Linked DNA regions of Anser cygnoides: region 1 is linked to region 2. The links are chromatin contacts, called in public Hi-C maps. All regions are on one chromosome and are shown on one strand. The core of a region is the stretch at or near the end of the contact, and the rest is flanking DNA. Distances in the headings are between cores, read along the strand shown.

The links. Hi-C and Micro-C count contacts between places; a contact is called where the count stands out from the background.
Region 1: a contact with region 2 is called in a Hi-C map of liver, with 5 times the contacts expected there. The contact joins the promoter of ITGA6 here to the enhancer-like site in region 2. A contact is called at or near these places in 2 of 7 Hi-C or Micro-C datasets (both in liver).

What each region holds. Positions count from the first base shown.
Region 1 is chr6:20,670,384-20,673,317 of Taihu_goose_T2T_genome, forward strand. It overlaps ITGA6 (integrin subunit alpha 6), which reads right to left and starts at 1,662. Exons shown (of 26, transcript XM_048061610.2): 1 at 1,394-1,662. The coding sequence starts at 1,554.
Region 2 is chr6:20,625,973-20,628,672 of Taihu_goose_T2T_genome, forward strand. No RefSeq gene overlaps it. Among named protein-coding and RNA genes, the nearest start is that of PDK1, 6.2 kb to the left of the region's middle. Within about 2 kb of position 1,354, at least 2 of the 3 cell types and tissues checked have open chromatin away from gene starts, as enhancers often do. A contact at or near this core is called in liver, where this site is marked.

The DNA of each region.
Region 1 (2,934 bases), core at 412-2,911, 45 kb after region 2:
CTACCCCTACTCCAGAAAAATGATGCTCAAAGTGACTGTGGCGTGGCTGTGCTACGTAAAAGAACTGAACGCAGGTTTTCCAAGCAGCTACATGGGGCAGCACTCAAATGCTTTATGTTAAAATACGCAGAAGAAATTTTAAAAAAATAGCCAAGACATCTCATACTAAGAACCATGCATCATAAAACACTTTCTCTAGTCTGGTTTTTCCTCTATTTGAGACCCCTGCTTCTCATGAAAGCCTGGATTCAGAAAGCCATGCCAACACAGTTAGCATCTGGCTCTGCTCTGTACTCAGACTTGGACTGCCAGAGGAAGCACTCACTGTACATACAATACACAACTTTCATGCTAACAATCTCTGAGGCATTTCAGTCAAACACTACAAACCAGTTTGAATACTGTGACTGCTCTTGTATTTCTACTGACTAATTGGCTTTCCATCTCTGCATAGTCTGACGCACTCATTCTATCAGCATTTGACAACATAATGGCCAACTAATAACCTTCAGGCACTGCTTTCTTAGTAGAACTAAGTGAGACCAATGCACACGTAATCCTGCCAAGAATTAAGTCAAGGGCCTCTAGAAAGAAACTCAGATCCGTGTTTGATTCTTCAGGCTATACAACTGGGTCACATTGCATACCAGACAGAAGATGGAACCTGTGATTTATACTCCTTTACACACTGTAATTTCTACGAAATCATACAAAACGTGAACCTGAGCAAAACAGGTACAAAGAACTTTTAACAACGTTTATCTGTTAACTTTATCGAGGATACGATTTCTTCCCAACTTCCTTCTCCCGTACACTTGATATACAACAACAGGCTCATCTTCCCTTAAATCAAAACTAAGCACTTGGGGTAAGAGACATTCGTTTCCTAACAATACCTTACACAAGACACACTCCATCCAGCACTACCGCACAGGACAAGACTAATCAGTTACCTCCACGGAAAGCAAGGAACCCTCAGTTCTCCCGACGACGCACAAAGAAGCCTTGCTCTGCTTTCTGCGTTTCGCAGAGGGGCTCCCGGCTCTCCCCTCGCCCCGCCAGCAGCGCTTTGCGCCCCCCCGCTCCGCCTCCCACCTGCCCGCTCCGCAGCGGGGGCGCCCGCGCTGCACTGGGCGGCCGAGGCCGAGATCGGCCCGGGCCCGGGGCACAGCCGCCGCCGCGCGCGGTCCTCGCCGGGATTTTTGCTCCTCTGCCCCGCCGAGCCCCCCCCGGGGCGGCCGGGCGGCCCCTCGCTGCCCCCGGGCGCTCGGGGCAGGTGCCGCCCGTGTCCCCCGTCCCTCCCCCGAAGCCCCCCGCGTGCCGCCGGGCGGGGGCTGCGTGCCGGGTAGCGCTCCGGCGGTGGAAGGGACGCGGACCCGGCGGGAGCACTTACAGCCGTCTCTCCTGCGGCTGCAGCTGCCGGTGCATGGCTAGGGAGAAGCCGAAGAGGCTGCCCGGCTCGCCGCGCCGCACGATCACGCGCTCTGTGTCCAGGTTGAAGGCGCCGGCCAGCCCCGGCAGGAGGGGCAGGTACAAGAGGAGCGCGGCCGCCATCTGCGCCTGCCGGGCACGGGAAAGCCGCCGCCGATCCGCCGAGCGCCGCCGCTCCCCCGCTGCGCCCCGCCGCACGGAGCCCGCCCCGCCCCGCCCCGCCCGGCCCCCGCGCGGCGGCTCCCGCCGAGCAGCCCCGCGCCTCCGCAGCGGGGGCGGCACAAAATGTCCGCCGGCCCCCGCCCCGCAGGGCACGGCACGGCACGGCACGGCCCAGCCGAGGGCGCCGCCCCGCCTCCCTCGCCCCCAGCCCCTGCTTCTGGGAGGTTGGGACGGAAAAGAACAGCGGGCCCCGGCGGCTACGAGCAAAGGGGCCGGGCGGTGAGCACCTGCAGCCCGCCTTCCCCAAGGGGCCGCCCGACAGCGCTGCGGTCTGCGGTCCCCAAAGGGCACAGCACGAGGGAAAAAGAGTCAGCGACTTTGTACCTGTGTTTGCCAGACTCTTTAGACAGCACGTGGGAACACGCTTCTTTAAACCTCATTCCTTCACTGCCTTTCCTGTCCTTAAACGGGTACCTTACCCTTACGCTTCAAGCGTTTGAAAACAGTACGTGGTTTAGTATCCCCTATTTTATCTCATGCTTTCAGCCGTAGTTCCAAAAGAGTAACCTCACTAACTCAAAAGTGCAGGTGTACCTCAGTGCACTTCATCCACCCAGGAGAGGGGTTCAAGGTGTCAACCTAGTCTTGTTTTAGGGCTCTGGGTTAGGGAAGTGAACACAAGGTCTTGGAAACCTTTCACCTGTCAAGCAACATGACAATACTTTTTTTCCACCAGCATCTGAGACAGGAGAAGGGAAGCTTTTTTCCCCACAAGATTCCAGAAAAATAATAATAAAAATAATAATAGAGATTTGAGCCCTCACACATGATAATACTCCAAATAATTTCTTCTGGAACAATACCATGCTCCCAGGGAGTTAATCCAGGCTACTTTTTCCAGAGTAATTATTCTAGGATAACTCCATGTATAGACAAGTCTTTGGCTCAAGACCAAAACACCCTTGATCAAAAGAGAGGAGAAAACACACGAGAAATGTGCATCTAATGTGGAAACAAAGCATGTTGTTAAATTAGGCTCCCTGATATTTACTGCTATTAGGAACCTTCCCGGCTTGCTCTTGCCTCAATCATTCCAAGTCTTAATCCGTTGTTCAATCACTTTGCAGTCACTGCCATGGCAGAAAACTGTACTGGCACGAACACTGCCCTACAGTTTCACCGAAGGCTCATAGAGGGAAGGGTCCCAGTCTAATTACAATAAAGTAGGCTTACTCAAATCCGTGTATTTCACAGTAATTAGTAAAGATTTGAAAACAAGTCTTTTTAAAACAGTGTTGATGTCTGTACCAAAATCTTAGCAATGTGCCCTTCAGGACCATT
Region 2 (2,700 bases), core at 104-2,603:
CCACGTATGAAGTCCCCTTCATAGTCTGTATTACGCTGTATTGGCCCCGGCTACTGAAAGCGTCTCTTGTAAGCTGTGTCTCCTGTGCTCTGGCACTTATGTATGTGAAGGTTTACTTGAATTCTAGTAGTGTACCTTAGGCTATATAGTGTGCATATATATTATACATACATACTTTATATATACACACCTTAAATATATACTCACACTATATATCTAATATATATAAAAATATGTATATTAGGCCTTATATATATGTATATACTTTTATATATTGTACATATGTACTAGCATAAATACTGTACACATACTACTATATATATACACCACTGTACTATAGTATATTTAACCTATACATAGCATATATATTATATGACTATATAGAATGCTAATAAACTGTGATGCTTTCATATACATTTATATGTGTATGTATAGTGATAACTGAGTCAGCCTTACAAAGACCTCAGCTTTATCTTATTTTCTGTGACCGGAAGAACACTCGTGTATGCTGTGTTGGCACGGCCACAGTGCCCACATCGTTGTCTGGTGCTGCCGTGCTGTCAAGGTCTGTGTGTTGACAGGCACTGTCCTGGCTTCCTTCCACAATCACGCTGATCCACAAGAGGTTAGTGAACTGTTCTCCCAGTCCATATTTAGTCTTGCTGCGGACAACTGCTTGTGGTTTTAGTTATGTAAATGAGAATAATTGTTTAATAAAGGCAGGCTGTTTCCGCATCTTTGACATGCTCTGAGATCTAGCAGCACCTTCTAGCACCTAGTCCTAAAAATTTCATGTTGTAGCAACAAACACTGTTTTTTTTTTTTTTTTTTATTATTTAGAATGTATCCATCTAACCCTATCTTCAGGGCTTGTTGCATTGAAAGGTATTTCCTTTCAGCAGATGAAAGCAAAGCATCCTGTAAGGGTTAACATCTTAAATATAGAATATTGGGTTTCTTTTGATATTTTTTTTCCTGTGTCTTTTTGGCTTTTCTGTTTTTTCTCTGTTGTTGTCTGTACTTTGCAACCATGTAACTGACTGTCAGTAGCAAACTTCCACTGCTAGGTACAGCTAGTTGTGTCAAATCCTTGGCTGGTTTGGGGGAATGCAATTTCCCCTGCTTAGCAAAGCAGCTGGCAGCTGCCAGGAGCCTGCATGGAAGGGCAGGGTGGCAGCCTGTCTCAGGTGCCCTGGCTGCGTGACAGAGAGGGGAGCTCAGCCGCACGCAGCTGATGCTTGGTGCTGTGCCCGTGCCACTATGCCAGGCTCGTGGCCTGGCTGCTGTGGGCGCTGGCACCTGCAGCAAGCACCAGCCAGCCTGTGAGCATGAGATTGTGCGCTATCTCCCGCAGCTGTCTTATCTGCCCCTCTGCATGAGGGAGGGCACTGAGGAGTTATGGCAATATTTAGAGTGAGATCATTTCTTAAAGTGTGCAACTTTCAGCTTGTTCTTCTAATGTACTAGTGAACTTAGGTATGGCTATCTCATGTAATTGCGATGAGAAATTACTACTACCAAAACAATTTTTAATTAAAAAAAATTTATTTCACACTTCTATACAAATATCCACAGGTAATTTCTAATCATGGAATGATGCAGCATTGCTAGCTGGTATTAAAAAAGAGACAGTTTGAAAAAAAAAGTATACCAGTGACATGACTTATTTTTAACAACTTTCAGTTTAACACTGCAGAGACATTCATGTTCTTGAGGGCGGGCTGTAATCTGCTTTCAAATCAAAGGCTACAGTAGTCACTGTCAAGCTTCTTAGCACCTGATTAGCCTGTCTTATGCTGCTGAACCTTTCAGCAAATAAGCTAGATTTTAAAAGGTCAAAAATTGGTTAACAGCTAAATACATATGTTAAGTGTTCATAAAATCAGGGTGGCAACAGACTGAGATCATTTAGTGGGAGGAAGAAGAGTCTACTAAATTAATCCTCTTTCTATAATGTTAACACTTTAGGTGACCATACCTTCTAAAAAGGTATTTTCAAAGTTGGTAGTAAAAATAAGATACCTGACAGCTGCCCTCTTAGCAGGTTTTCACCCTATGAGGGCAAAAAGTACCAAGAGGTTTTTGCATAGTTCAAATTACTAGCAATTAACATGCATACTTTTTGAGCATAGTTGTTTTACACTGAATAAACAAACTAATCTTCATCCTTAGATAGTACCAATGCTTTAGAACATGGGTTTAAAAAAAAGTAAACTCTTTAAATAGCTTTATCAATTATGTTACAACAATTAGATTACTGATAAGCACAATATTGTGACTCTACTCTTACCAACCTTCAGGTATTCAAGAGTATTCAGTAGTCTCAAAGAGGATCAGCTCAGATCCTCATAGTTAAATTAGGCATTTACAGCCTCCTTCAAGTGCTACATAACAGTTGCAGTAGTCAACACCTTTTGCCAAACAGGAAATCCTTATGAAGCTGGAAAGTTGTTTCCAGAGAACTTCTTACTACTTCCAGTAAGTATAAAACTGTATCTAAAAACCCTACTTATGCTTGGTGTCCAAACTGTAAAATAGTCTGAAGTAATACACAAATCATATTACAAGACCTGATAATTCTTATTAGGTAAAGTTATAAGTATCAGGAAAATAAGACTCCACATACATCATTGGAATAAATATTTACATTTTTTGGAAAGCATTGGCACCTTCAGTTATTTATTAAAATGCAGTGAAAGC